Linked DNA regions of Danio rerio: region 2 is linked to region 1. The links are chromatin contacts, called in public Hi-C maps. All regions are on one chromosome and are shown on one strand. Each heading gives the region's core, a stretch centred on a gene start, on an enhancer-like site or on the middle of the called end of the contact. The rest is flanking DNA. Distances are from core to core; before and after follow the strand shown. Region 1 overlaps dmtn (dematin actin binding protein). Region 2 holds the start of tcimb (transcriptional and immune response regulator b).

Evidence for each region. A called contact is a pair of places that touch in the nucleus more often than the background predicts.
Region 2: a Hi-C map of an unstated tissue shows a contact between it and region 1, with 2.8 times the contacts expected there. The contact joins the promoter of tcimb here to the enhancer-like site in region 1. A contact is called at or near these places in 3 of 18 Hi-C or Micro-C datasets (caudal fin, hematopoietic stem cells and an unstated tissue).

Annotation. Positions count from the first base shown.
Region 1 is chr10:24,998,469-25,005,478 of GRCz12tu, reverse strand. It overlaps dmtn (dematin actin binding protein), which reads right to left. Exons shown (of 16, transcript NM_001201409.1): 7 at 6,162-6,206; 8 at 5,906-6,049; 9 at 4,434-4,543; 10 at 4,157-4,262; 11 at 2,205-2,269; 12 at 1,480-1,528; 13 at 1,335-1,342. Among named protein-coding and RNA genes, the nearest start is that of dmtn, 31 kb to the right of the region's middle. Within about 2 kb of position 2,383, at least 4 of the 62 cell types and tissues checked have an H3K27ac peak or open chromatin away from gene starts, as enhancers often do.
Region 2 is chr10:25,123,637-25,130,180 of GRCz12tu, reverse strand. tcimb (transcriptional and immune response regulator b) reads right to left here and starts at 1,332. Exons shown (of 1, transcript NM_001386670.1): 1 at 541-1,332. The coding sequence starts at 1,202. The coding sequence ends at 900.

The DNA.
Region 1 (7,010 bases), core at 1,134-3,633:
CACAGAAATTGTTGCAATAAGCCATGCAATGAGATCATTTTATCCCACTGATTATATAATGATTACATTACAGCATAGTGATGCAAATAGTCATATACACTTGTACATATTTATCATTGTTAAGGTTATTTAGATTCTATCATTTGATGTTAAAAAGGTAACTGTCCTATTATATATATATATTAATAAATGTCCTATTAGGTAAATGCTCAATTATAATCTTTGATGATCAGGTAGAATGTAAATGTCATTGTAAAATGGCTTTAACATTATTTGTCAATTTGTAAATATATATTGCAACTGCAAAAATGATAGAGGTCATCTCCAAGTATTGCACGATAGGTTGATATATTGATTATTGTGACAGGCCTATTTGTAGAGCAAGTAATTTTGACCAACGGAAAGGAACTGTTTTTCATTTTCTACGTCTGACAGACAAATGACTTTATAATAGGGCTGCACAATATATAGATTCAGCATCGATATCGCAGTGTGTGCATCCACAATAGTCACATCGCAGGAAGTGCAATGTGTTTACCCATATTGGAGTGAGTTTATCTTTTGCATGTATTTTTAAGGCCTGTGAAATTTTACTGCTTATATATCTAACAGAAATGTATGTATTTAATTATTTATACAATGAAGACTACAGGTTTTATTTATTTATTTATTTATTTTTTATTTCTGTACCTGAATAATTTGATAAAAAAAATCTTTCTTCCCAAAAATAATCTCTGTAATCTTCCAGAATAATCCCAATTAGTCTAAATGAACGAATTCTTTCCAAAAGAGAGCTATTCAAGCTGTCTGGTGACATTGTATTCATATCCGCTATATATATATATATATATATATATATATATATATATATATATATATATATATATATATATATATATATATATATATATATATATGTACTGCAGCAAAACAAAATATCAAAATCTCAAAATTTTGCAATATCGTGCAGCCCTACTTCATGTATTAATTTCACTTTGCATTAGAGGATGATTCAATATCACAAATCAAACATTTTATGTCATTTTTATTTCTGCTTTTGTATTTTTGCTCTTTAATATTTAAGTATAATTTAAAGCTGTAGTTTTTACCTTTACTTAAGTCTATTTTTTGTTTAAGTTTTCATTCAAAATCTGTGCTTTCACTTTAGAGTACTTTTTTTTACACCCCCGGCTAATGGCGATGTCAGGGTAAAGAGGCATTAGTAGCAGGAACAGGATGTGGTTTTCATGTCAGAGTCTAAAAGCTGCTGGCATATTAGAAAACAAACCCCAAAAGGCCATGCTTGGTTAATCAAATTAACAAAAGCATCTTACCGGTACACCTGAAAAAATATGAAGAAAACAATTGAAAATTACTTCCAATTTTTTTTGGTAATATTCAGTAATTTGAGTCATTAATAATGATGAATTTATAACCTAAGCCTAATTAATTTGTTATTTTAATATCCTTACATCTTACCTGTTTTTGCTTTTCCATTGTCTGTAGAGGAAAAGTCTGCAGACTGCAGCTACATGCATTATAACAACAACAACACAATTAAAATCACCACAGACACTAAAGAACTACACAAACATCTTAAACATGAAACACATCTGTGACACATTAAATGCTTGATTGGCAACTCTGCTTGAAAACTGAAACAAATTTGTTGCAGTGTTTAAATGCATGTAATTTCAAAATCAAAAAATGTTTTATTATTATTTTGTATAATAACAATAATCATACTAATGACTGTGAAGTATTTTAAAAGTGAGCCAATCGAAACAGACGCTATTTTTATGTTCAAATGTACACAGTCCTAAAAGTACAGCAGAAATAATGAAAATATTTAAAAAATGTATTATTATTAATAATAATACATATATATATATATATATATATATATATATATATATATATATATATATATATATATATATATATATATATATATATAGTTTTTATTTAAAAATCCATTATTAATTCAATTAGTATAATATAATTAATATTATTAATTCATAATCATGTAAAATGACAAACATATGCATTATATTAAATGTCAATATTAAATATGACAAGAATATTTTAGCATTTTAGGTCTTAATAGCAAAAATCCTCAGATTAACATCCCAGACAAACCCATGGGAACACATAATATAACTAAAATGTTTAAAAGCCTAATTTAAAGGAAGAAGGTCTCTTACCCTGGTAAGGCCTGTTCGACTGCATGGAGGTAAAGAGGCAGATTTAGTAGTGCTGGCTGATGATCCTGCAGCAAACAGAAATGAAACCTTTAATTATGAGCACAACAGACATTCTCTATAAATCTTCTATGCAGTTCATCATTCCAACACTTGGCGTCCTCAGTGACCTGCATGCTGAGGAAATGAGACACTGCTCGCTGCAGAGCCACTTGAGCTCCAGCGAGGGGGAGCTTGAGCTCTCGCTCCTCCTCCTATAAACAGTTTTAATGCGTACACCCACCCCACCCCACCCCTAACCCCAACTCAACTCCCAGTGACATCACTCGTAGAAGAAGTGCAAGGAAGGAGGAGCTAGAGCTCAAGCTCCTCCTTGCTGGAGCTCAGCTCTGCCCAAATGGCTTTGGAGTGAGCACTACTTGGAGGAAATACACATCAGATGCCTAAAGTGACAGCTCACCCAAAATTGAACATTCAATAAACACCCAGGGTGCTCCGGTTTCCCCCACAAGTCCAAAGACATGCGGTACAGGTGAATTGGGTATGCTATAATTGTCCGTAGTGTATGTGTGTGAATGAGTGTGTATGGTTGTTTCCCAGTGACAGGTTGCAGCTTGAAGGGCATCCGCTGTGTAAAAACATTTGCTGGATAAATTGGCGATTCATTCCGCTGTGGCGACCTCAGAATAATAAAGGGACTAAGCCAGAGGTGACCAACCCTGCTCCTGGAGATCTACCGTCCTGCAGATTTCAGTTGCAACCCAAATCAAACACACCTGCCTGTAATTATCCAGAGCTGTTCAGGTCCTGATTAATTGGTTCAGGTGTGTTTGATCAGGGTTGGAACTGAACTCAGCAGCAAGGTAGATCTCCAGGAGCAGGGTTGGTAATCCCTGGACAAAGCCGAAAAGAAAATGAAGAATTTCCATTTAATTTACATAATTACTGGTTTCAAACCTGTTTATTTTTTTTCAAATAAAGAAACAAACATTCTAACTCTAATTCTATATTCTAAAAAAACTAATTTTGTTGAAAGCAAAAGAAGATATTTTACAGAATGTGGAAAACTAGAGAGTTGACAATAGCCATTGACTTCAAAATAACGATTATTATTGATCATATTGTTATTTAATAATTTATATTGACTGATATGGCATTGATATGTTTAATATTACATGAATATAAGAATATTAATATACATTAGAATATTAATATATATTCATATTTTTGTGTTATGTATGTATAAATCAATACCAATTATTAAATACTATTATTGTTAATATTGTAAATCATTATTTTTATTTATTTTAATCATTATTTTATTTGTATTAACAAATATTTCACAATTATTATTATTAACAATAATATTAAAATAATTCATTTTATCTTAAAAATACATGTATGTAGATACTTAACTACTGTTTTGTTTCAGTTTTTTTTTTTTTTTTTTTTTTCCAGGGAGATTTTTCAAAGATTTTTTAGGCAGATTTTTTACAATTTTAAATATTTTAATCATAACATTATAAAATGATAGTATAAATAATAGTATAACAGGATAAATAATTAAATAATATAATAAATATAAGAAATTATAAGAAGAATAAATTACAGCTATTTTAATTATTATAATTAATGTTTATATAATAATAATAATAATAACAACAACATTTATTCATACCATTTAGAGATCAGTATTATTTTAATCACAATAATATTAGAATATCACAATAAACTATTATAATTTTGTACTTATTTAAACGTTAACTATAAATATTAAAACGATGGCCAATGGCTTCCCTAGTTTTCCCCTACTATGGCAGTCAAAAGCTATTGTCAGCTTTCTTCAAAATATCTTCTTTTGTGTTCTGCTAGGGTGATTAGGTGAGCAAATATTGATTTTTAGTTCAACTGTTCCTTTGAGCTGAAGAGTGTTCAGTAAAACAAGCATTACATACCCAAATGTATGTTTGTCCCATCTGGCAGAGAGCGTGTTTTTCTGCGGATGAGTCCTGATTTCTCTATTTCCTCCTTCAGGATCAGTTTGCCTAAGTTGGACTGTATCTAAAAAACAAATAAACATTGCTGTCATGATTAGAGCTCCATTAAGCTCCTCACATCCTTCCAGTACTGCAAACTTCACTTTAACAGCTGAAAACAAAACACTTGATCATCAAGTCCGGCGTCTGATGTATTGTTGCAGACAGTGAGCGCTCATATTCAGCGAGTGCTCACCTTCTGAAGCTCCTGCTCCTGGAGTCTCTTTGCGTCTTCTGTCAGATCCTCAAAGTCATCGTCCTCCATTGGTTTTCCTTGTTCTGCTGCCTTCCTCCTCCACTCAATCTCTGACGGAGGAAAAAAAACATCAATGATGATTCATTACAGTCTGATAAAGTGCTGAAATATTCCAATATAATACTGCTATTAATTATTATAAAAGATGTTGTTATTATACTTAATATAATACTAATAATAATGTTTACTAAGTTGCATACCTTTTATATCACAACTGTATCGCAATATTACAATATAATATGATTAACGGCTGACATAATAATAATAATGCCATTTATTATAATTAACATTATTTACATTGTAAACTTATGATTGTAGTTAATGATCTGAATAATAATAATTATTAACAGAAGCATTCGAGATTGGTATGAATTCATATTTGTATTTAATTGATAGTTCAAAATTATACTTACAAAAATATAGTCAATTTGTACAATATAAACTAAATTGTACTTTTTATTATTTAATTATTTATATAAAATTTGTTTTATTTAATTACTATTTAATTATTTAATATTTTATGGATTTTATTTAGTCATACTTTTATTAATATTGATATTCATGATATTATAATACTGCAGTGAAATATATTGCATTAATTATAATTAAGATATTTATAATTTAATAATAACAATGATAATTATTATCATTAGTATTATTTAATAGCAATAAATTAATTTAACATTTCAATATGTTTATAATTTTTTCTATTTAATATTGAATAAAATATTATAATTATTTATTACTACTGGTTATTATGACAGCCCAGGTTGCACAATCGCCTTGCAGCAAGAAGGTCGCTGGTTCGAGCTCCGGCTAGGTTAGTTGGCTTTTCTGTGTGGAGTTTGCATGTTCTCCCTGTGTTGGCGTGGGTTTCCTCCGGGTGCTCTGGTTTCCCCCACAAGTCCAAAGACATGCACTATAGGTAAATTGTGCTAAAATATGATCGTAGTGTATATGTGTGAGTGAGTGTTCATGGATGTTTCACATGGGTTGCAGCTGAAAGGGCATCCGCTGCGTGAAACATGTGCTGGATAAGTTGGTGGTTCATTCCGCTGTGGCTACCCCAGATTAATAAAGGGACTAAGCCGAAAAGAAAATGAATGAATTAGTTATTATTACTTAAACTAATGTTTACCCCACTACATTTTAACACACAAGTTTATTTCTACAATTCCTGCCACTATGCTCTTATCTTAAACTCCAGTTAGCCAAAAGTTTATTCCACATTCCCTTTACAATACAGCTTCATTTAGAGTAGACCAATTAAATTGACCATGGGTGGAGCTACAGCCCCACACAACAGCAGAACGCCAAGTCTGTGGTTTTCCAGTAGAACATTGGGCCATTTTTGGGCTACATTTGACCGGCAACCCTGTCCAACAGACACATGGCAGCAGTGGATCATTTACCCATAGTAGCGAGTGACGGAGGACAAGGCCAGTACTCCGTTTCGATCTTTGACGGCAGGCTGGGGTCTGGTGGCTGAGCTGCTGGAAACTTAGAGGACACGATGATCAAGTCCTGTTTACTGTGAGGCGCTCCAGTTTGTCTCTCTGAGGAACCAGATCAACATCAGACCAGTCAACCTTTCATTACACTATACATCACAGTCAAGTACAAATAACAGAAAATAAAAATTGACAAGGGTAATAAAAGAACAAATACCGTTTTTGTAAATCGGCGGCTTCTTATAGAGGTTGATGCCACTGTCTGAAAGATGATTGAATGTACGATAAGAGCACGTGATAAATAATGATTCACAAATCAATGTTTAAATGACTGCACAGCAGAAATGTATATTAAATGAAATGTCATGCTGGGCAAACACTCATCACATCCAAAACAAAACCTGTGTGTTATTAATATTTATTATGTATATTTGAAACAACCATACATAAAAAAACTAAACTTTTTAAAACTATTTTGTTACAGATATTTAAATTTATATATAATCTCTACTATATACATATTTATTTTTTACCTAAAAGTAATTTCTCAATGTGCATGTTTGTGTACACGCACACACGCACGCACGCACACACACACACACATATACACACACACACACAGTCAAAACACTTATTTTGCATGTGATTAATCTTTGCCAATTACTAATAAAACAATTTTAAAATATATAAAATTTAAATGTTACAAATTACATTAATTTCTATAATAATTACATAATAATTTTCATATTACATCAATATGAGTATTAAATGGGTATTTCATTTCAAATTTGCTAAATAAGGATTCATTGAATAATGTTTACATGGTTGCACAATAATAATGTCAATAAAATAAACAGAATTATATCAGATATTGAATGAAAACTTTAATAATTGTAATAAATTTATATATGTCAATTCATATTATAATATTAATATAATGATAGTAATAATAATAACTAATTGAATTGATTGACAACCACATGCTGTTCAATATGTAAAGGGTGATTCAAAAAGAATACCACAACTTTCAAAATCTGTATTTAATTAAAGAAACAGAATGGAACCT
Region 2 (6,544 bases), core at 83-2,582, 130 kb before region 1:
TGGAGGCAACATTCGCATGCATGGATTCCTATTGAATTGACGTATTCGTTGAGCAATGCACTTTAAATTTGCATTTTCAGCCATCATAAGTAATTTAAATAGTTTAAAACATGTTGTTCTAATGTGTCAAATAAAAATATTCAGAAAAAATTCCTAAGCATTTTTCATTAGGATATATCCATATTTCGCATGCTGTAAATATATTTTGTGAAATAATTTTCTTTCATCACTAGTAGTTGATAACAAGTTAACAATTAATTATGCACAATTTATTTGTTAACACACTGCTTGTTAAAACCACAACTACATTATTTAAAATTTGTACCTGACTAAGAAAAAAAAAACTAACATACTAATATGTAAAATATAACCGTTTACTATTAATATTTTACCAGATGCATCAATAGGCTATATTTGCATTGATTAATTAAATCAGGGAACTAAATGGCTACTGTAGATTTGCAAGCCTATTTAAAACTTTATATTTGGAAATGCAACAATGATTTTAAGAGATAGAGAGTGAAACACATTTACACAGAAATGAATCGTATAAAAACAGTTTTATTCAAAATATGTTTTCTCTCATCAAGTAAAATGTTTAACAACGCAATGCAGACACTGTGGATGACACACACTGAACATCTTTACATTTCAGCGGCGACATCAGTCCGTATTTCAAATGCATTTCTTTATCTTCATGATGTCAAGAAAGCATCAGGACTCAAGTCTGCAAGCTCAAGCACTGGTCCAGTTCAGTGTTCACAGCACACCAACATGACCATCAACAGTTCATCACGAAGCCTCGAGGAACATCAGTCTCCAGCATAAGTAGCGTGTGCCAATGCTTCACGTTTTTTTCCCTTAGCGTGTGCAAACAACTGCACAGCATCCAACTTTCCTCATCGAAACTTCAGCGACTGGCGGGTCAGTCCCGTAATCAGCATGAATTTGTCCTTCTTGTCCTGCTGAAGAGCCATGAGCGCTTTGGAGATCTCCTCAGGGTCCTGGTACAGTGTGAGGATGCTCCTGGCTCTCTCCACCGCCTTCAGGTCTCCCGCTTTCTCGAAAAGCTTCACCAGCACCTCCTGGTTGACGTTCTCGAAAATGTTTGGCGACGCTTTCTTGCGGTGCGCCGTGTCGAATTTGATGCCGCTCACGGCGGGACCGACACGACGCGAGTCTGAAGACACGTAGAAAGACATGGCGTTAGAAAACAGAGAAGTCGTTTCGAGATGTCTTGTGTCTGATAGTAGAGGCTGAGCTCTTACTGAACCAGCATGGGTGATAGCAGCCGGTTTTATAGAGGACTGACTGACTGAGGAAGAGAATTCCCTTCAGATGTGACGTCACAGGAACGGTTAGTAAACGCCCAGGGTGAACCGCTGAGGGAAACTGTTCTGACGCAAGCATGAACTTAGCCAAGATTTCATTAATATATAACTACTAGCTTACTATACCTCAGGTAAACTTCGTCTAGTAAATTTCTTTATGACAGTGATTGTTGTAGTCTAAGCATTGGGATGTATTAAAGACAGTGGCATCATTTAGTTAGCCACAATTAACCATGAGTTTTTAGGCTAGCTTTATAGGCTAGTTTAGGCGTGGTGGTTTATTTATATTCAGTTTTACTACACCTACCAAGGTTAAAGTATGATGATGTAACAAAAAACATGGTTAATAGACAGAAAAATGCTCGGTTTCACATGCTCGGATTTGTGTTAAGACAATATGAAGCAAAACTAAATTATTATTTTTAACAAATGTAAAGAGATTGAACAAAAACAATTAGGACAACAATTAACAATTAAGTTGTGTTGTTTGAACAAACAGCAAATGTAATTTTTGAGTGTAGGCAACATGGTTTAATAACCAACCAGGTTATGAAGAACCTTAAACACTCATGGAACACCAACAATTCTGGGTTGTATTAAACCAATAATGGGTCAAATATGGTCAAAAACAACATTGGGGTATTTTTTAGATTCAATTGAAATAACTTTTACTATTTGACCCAGCATTCTAGTAATACAACCCAGCATATTTCAGAGTGAATCTGTTCATTCCAGAAAAACTTCTTTTATGGCAACACCATCAAACCCCCCTTTGGTTATTCCTGCCACTGTTACTGAGTTCTCTTGCTTTACAGAAGCATTTCAAATCAGTTTCTCCAGTGTATTTTGTCATACTTTCTGTTTTATTGATGATGAGGGAGGACACAGAGGGTGAGACCACTAGCTTGCTTAGTTCAGATGATTTCATCCGTACAAGTTTAATGTTTAAATGTTTTATGTCACCTGGGAAGCACCTGCATGACGCTCACCTTAAACTTTTTGGAAATGACCAGAATTATTTACAATGTCAGCAGAAAACTTTAAATATTTTAGCACTTTCCTTCCTCCTCGAGGACATTACGTAGTAAACGGCCCGTTCTATTGGCAGAACGTTATTTCTCGGCGGCAATGAATGTGGGAAGGAAGAACACCATGCATCTATCATTTTATGAGATCATGTTCTGATAAAAGCACTGATTGTTCCTTCTGCATCGCATTTTTTTTTGTCACATGCATTATAGTGCATGTGCCATGAAAGCCTACCTGAAAATGACTTTTTCTTAAGCAGAAAAAAAAAACATCTATTAATCTGTTTTTTAATATACTTTTTTAAATGTAATTTGTTTGTGACAATTTACTTATGATAGATATATGAGAGATATGGCTTTTTCATTAGTTTGTTAAAATACAATTATCCTGTTTCAACTTTATTTTTAAAAAAGTTAAACATGAATTGTCTTGAAGTTTTTAATCAGTCAAATGCAAATTTCATTAAATGAATCACAGACTAATTTACAGTATTTTTAATTATTGCACTAAAAAGTTTTAGAATCAATTACATAAGGGCAATTATAAATAAAACCATTGTAAGCTGAGAAAATATTATTTGCTTTTCCTTCAATGCTAACGAAGGCCTACTAGGACATTCCAAGCACAGGATTGATCCTCCTTACATGGCAGAGTTCCTCACATCTCCAATCCATCCCTGCCATTTACTTAAAGAAACCATGTGCCTATCACCATATACAATTCATCTGCTCATGATCTTCTTTCATAGCTTTATCATGTTTGGTGTCATTTGACCGTTTAGGACTTCAGCGCTGTAGTGTTGAAATCAGCAGAGACATTGATGCATTTCAATATACAATCTATTTACTAATGTTGAGTCATGGCCTGGCAATGCAGTGGCGCAGTAGGTAGTGCTGTCGCCTCACAGCAAGAAGGTCGCTGGGTCGCACCTTGGCTCAGTTGGCGTTTCTGTGTGGAGTTTGCATGTTCTCTCTGCCTTCGTGTGGGTTTTCTCTGGGTGCTCCGGTTTCCCCTACTGTCTAAAGACATGCGGTACAGGTGAATTTGGTAGGCTAAATTGTCAGTAGTGTGTGTCTGTGTGTGTGTGTGTGGATAATTCCCAGAAATGGGTTGTGGCTGGAAGGGCATCTGCTATGTTAAAACGTGCTGGATAAGTTGGCGGTTCATTTCACTGCCTTTGTTCCACAGCATGTTACAATGTACAGTATGTTAGTTTGTTTCATTGTACTGTCTGAACATACAACTTTACAGAAATCAAGTCGTGCTGTGATAAGTTAAAACAACACATTTAAAAATTTTTTTTTAAGTATTTTTGGGATGACTTATTTGTTTTGTTTAACCTACTTACATTTTAAGAAACGTTAAGTTAACCTAATCGATTTGTGTTGAGACAATGAAGGAATGATGGAACTATTTTCCCCTCTCAAATCGAAACTTTGTTTACGGTTTAAAAGTAGTCTTCAAATTCATAGCGCTACACTTTTTCCACATTTTTTATGTTACAGCCTTATTCCAAAATGGATTTATTTATTTATTTCCTCCAAATTATACACACAATAGCCCATAATGACAATGTGAAAAAAAAAATTGTTGCAAATTTATTAAAAAAAAAAAAACCTGAAAAATCACATGTACATAAGTGTTCACAGCCTTTGGCTGAAGCTCTAAATTGAGCTCAGGTACTGTACATTCTGTTTCCACTGATCATGCACTGATCAGATGTTTTAGCAGCTTAATTGGAGTTCATCTGTGGTAAATTCAGTTGCTTGTGGTTTGAAAAGGTATACACCTGTCTATATAATGTCCCAGGATTGACAGTGCATGTCAAAGCACAAACCAAGGCATTAGTCAGGAAGGTGATCTGAGATTAATCTAGATTATATATATATATATATATATATATATATATATATATATATATATATATATATATATATATATATATATATATATATATAGTATAAATAAAGAACAAAAAATATTCTTGATAGGCTTCTCATTTTTTATTTGCATATTAACAACAAAGTGACTTATAGTTCAGGATTATTCTGGATATATGTAGTTACTGCTGGATAAAATTAGCCTATTCCTTCTAAAAAGCACTTAAAAGACAGATTGTACTTTTGCCAGTAAATGTAATCAATGTCCGTAATCAGTGCTTATATTTAGTTCCCAAAAGCCATCCCAGTCTGTTCTCTACGACGATGAGAACAGGAAGAGTTGATTATAAATAAAGATACCAATGACAAATGTGTGCTCTTATGCTGATGCGCAACATTTCTGAAGAATTACATCTATTTTTGATATAGTGAAGCGATGGTCAAGGGGGAACAGCTGGTGGGAACATTGCCTGGAAGACCCAGTTTTTTTTTAAAGAGCTTACTTTGTGGGTTCCAAGTGACTCTAGTGTAACATCTAGCACTGGAATGCTTTGAGAACTTCAATAGTTTTATATCGAAAGGCATTAAACAGACCATACTGCTCCTTCAAATGGAAGGAAGGGAGACGCCACATTGACTTCCCATTTGCGCATACAGTACTGACTGTATTGGTAATTATGACTTGGTTGTTCACTGCTTGGAGTCTAATGTGGCCGACAGCCATCAACATTAGGGCAGTGTTATGGAGTCATGACAACAGTAACCAACAGTGACTCTTCTGTCCTGACCAAATGTCTATTTCCTTTACATGCACTATACAAAACATTTTTCCATGTCCACGCAACACTACTAGCTCCTCTGTAATTTCATGCCAATTACTTTTTTTATGATTTAAGAATTTTTTTTTCTACAACTTTTAGATGTTATTCAAATCTATAGCTTAGACCTTTAACCACACTTTTTATACTATTCTGTCTTTTTAAAAATGCTCTGTGTAATGTGTTAGATCAACTGGGACTAGTTGTCTGATTTGCCAGTCGAGTCTTTACTGCAGCTGACATCAGATCTACTTTTATCTGGGGTTTAATTCTTTCATACAATTTGTTGCTCTGTATTTAAAGATGAATATTATTTAATAAACCTTTTTTATTTTATATTTTTAGGACAGTTTTTTTGCATGCAGCTCCAGTGATATTACAGTGATGCTTTTGCTAATTCACATAAACCCTTAGAAGAATCTACACCAGTGTTCAATACTGTAGGTGAGTTCTCACTGAATATTTTAGCGTTAAGCCATGTTATGTTATTACACCATATATACTAGCACTATTAAAACTTTAAATAAATGAAGTGTGAAATGTAGCTTCATATAGGCCATAGTAGATGTCAAAAGGTTTCTGTTACAGCAGGAGTCTTAAATCATATTTTTGAAACAATGAAATTAAGCATTCAAGTTGACTGACGTTTTGTTTTGTGTTTTTATTTTCACTGTTTTCTTGTATTTTGTTTTGTCTTTCATTTACATTTTCGTTGTGTTGTTTTGTTTTGTCTTTTGTTTTCTTTTTCATTTAGTTTTGCCTTTCATTTTCATTCTGTTGTTTTGTTTTGATTTTTGTTTTGTCTTTTGTTTTCATTCTGTTGTGTTTTGATTTTCGTTGTGTTGTGTTTTGTTTTGTCTTTCGTTTTCATTTTTGTTGTTTTCTTTTGTTTTGTCTTTCTTTTTCGTTTTGTTGTTTTCTTGTGTTTTTTGTTTTGTCTTTTATTAAAAAAATTTTTGTTGTGTTTGTTTTTTGTTTTTTTCATTTTCAATTCGTTTTTTGTTTTGGTTTTGTTTATTGTTGTTTAGTGTTTTTTTAACATTTTTAATATTTTACTTTTAGTATACTGTATGACTGTGCTACGTCTGACAGATCACACTACTGTCTTTTCTTTTTCATTCTTTTATAACCCGTTTAAACACATTTTAACTATCAACAATTTTAACAATCGTTTTTAATTCTTTTAATAAAAATGTATTTTCTTGTTTCTTTTATTCTTGCTTATGTAAAGCATTTTAAGTGAAATTTATTCATAAACTAATTTCGAGAGGATCACGTGATTATGAATGAACACAGCTGGTCTGCATTAGCATGTATAATCCACCAATCAGGCCATTCCTAACCCCCTACAAAGAGCCAGGGTTTTTCACTACAGTCATCTTCGATTTGAAGAATCTCCCCTTTCCACCCCTACCTCTTTACCTTTCCCTCCATAGGGCGGCACGGTGGCCCAGTGGTTAGTCCTTTAACAGGCCGGCGGTCGTTT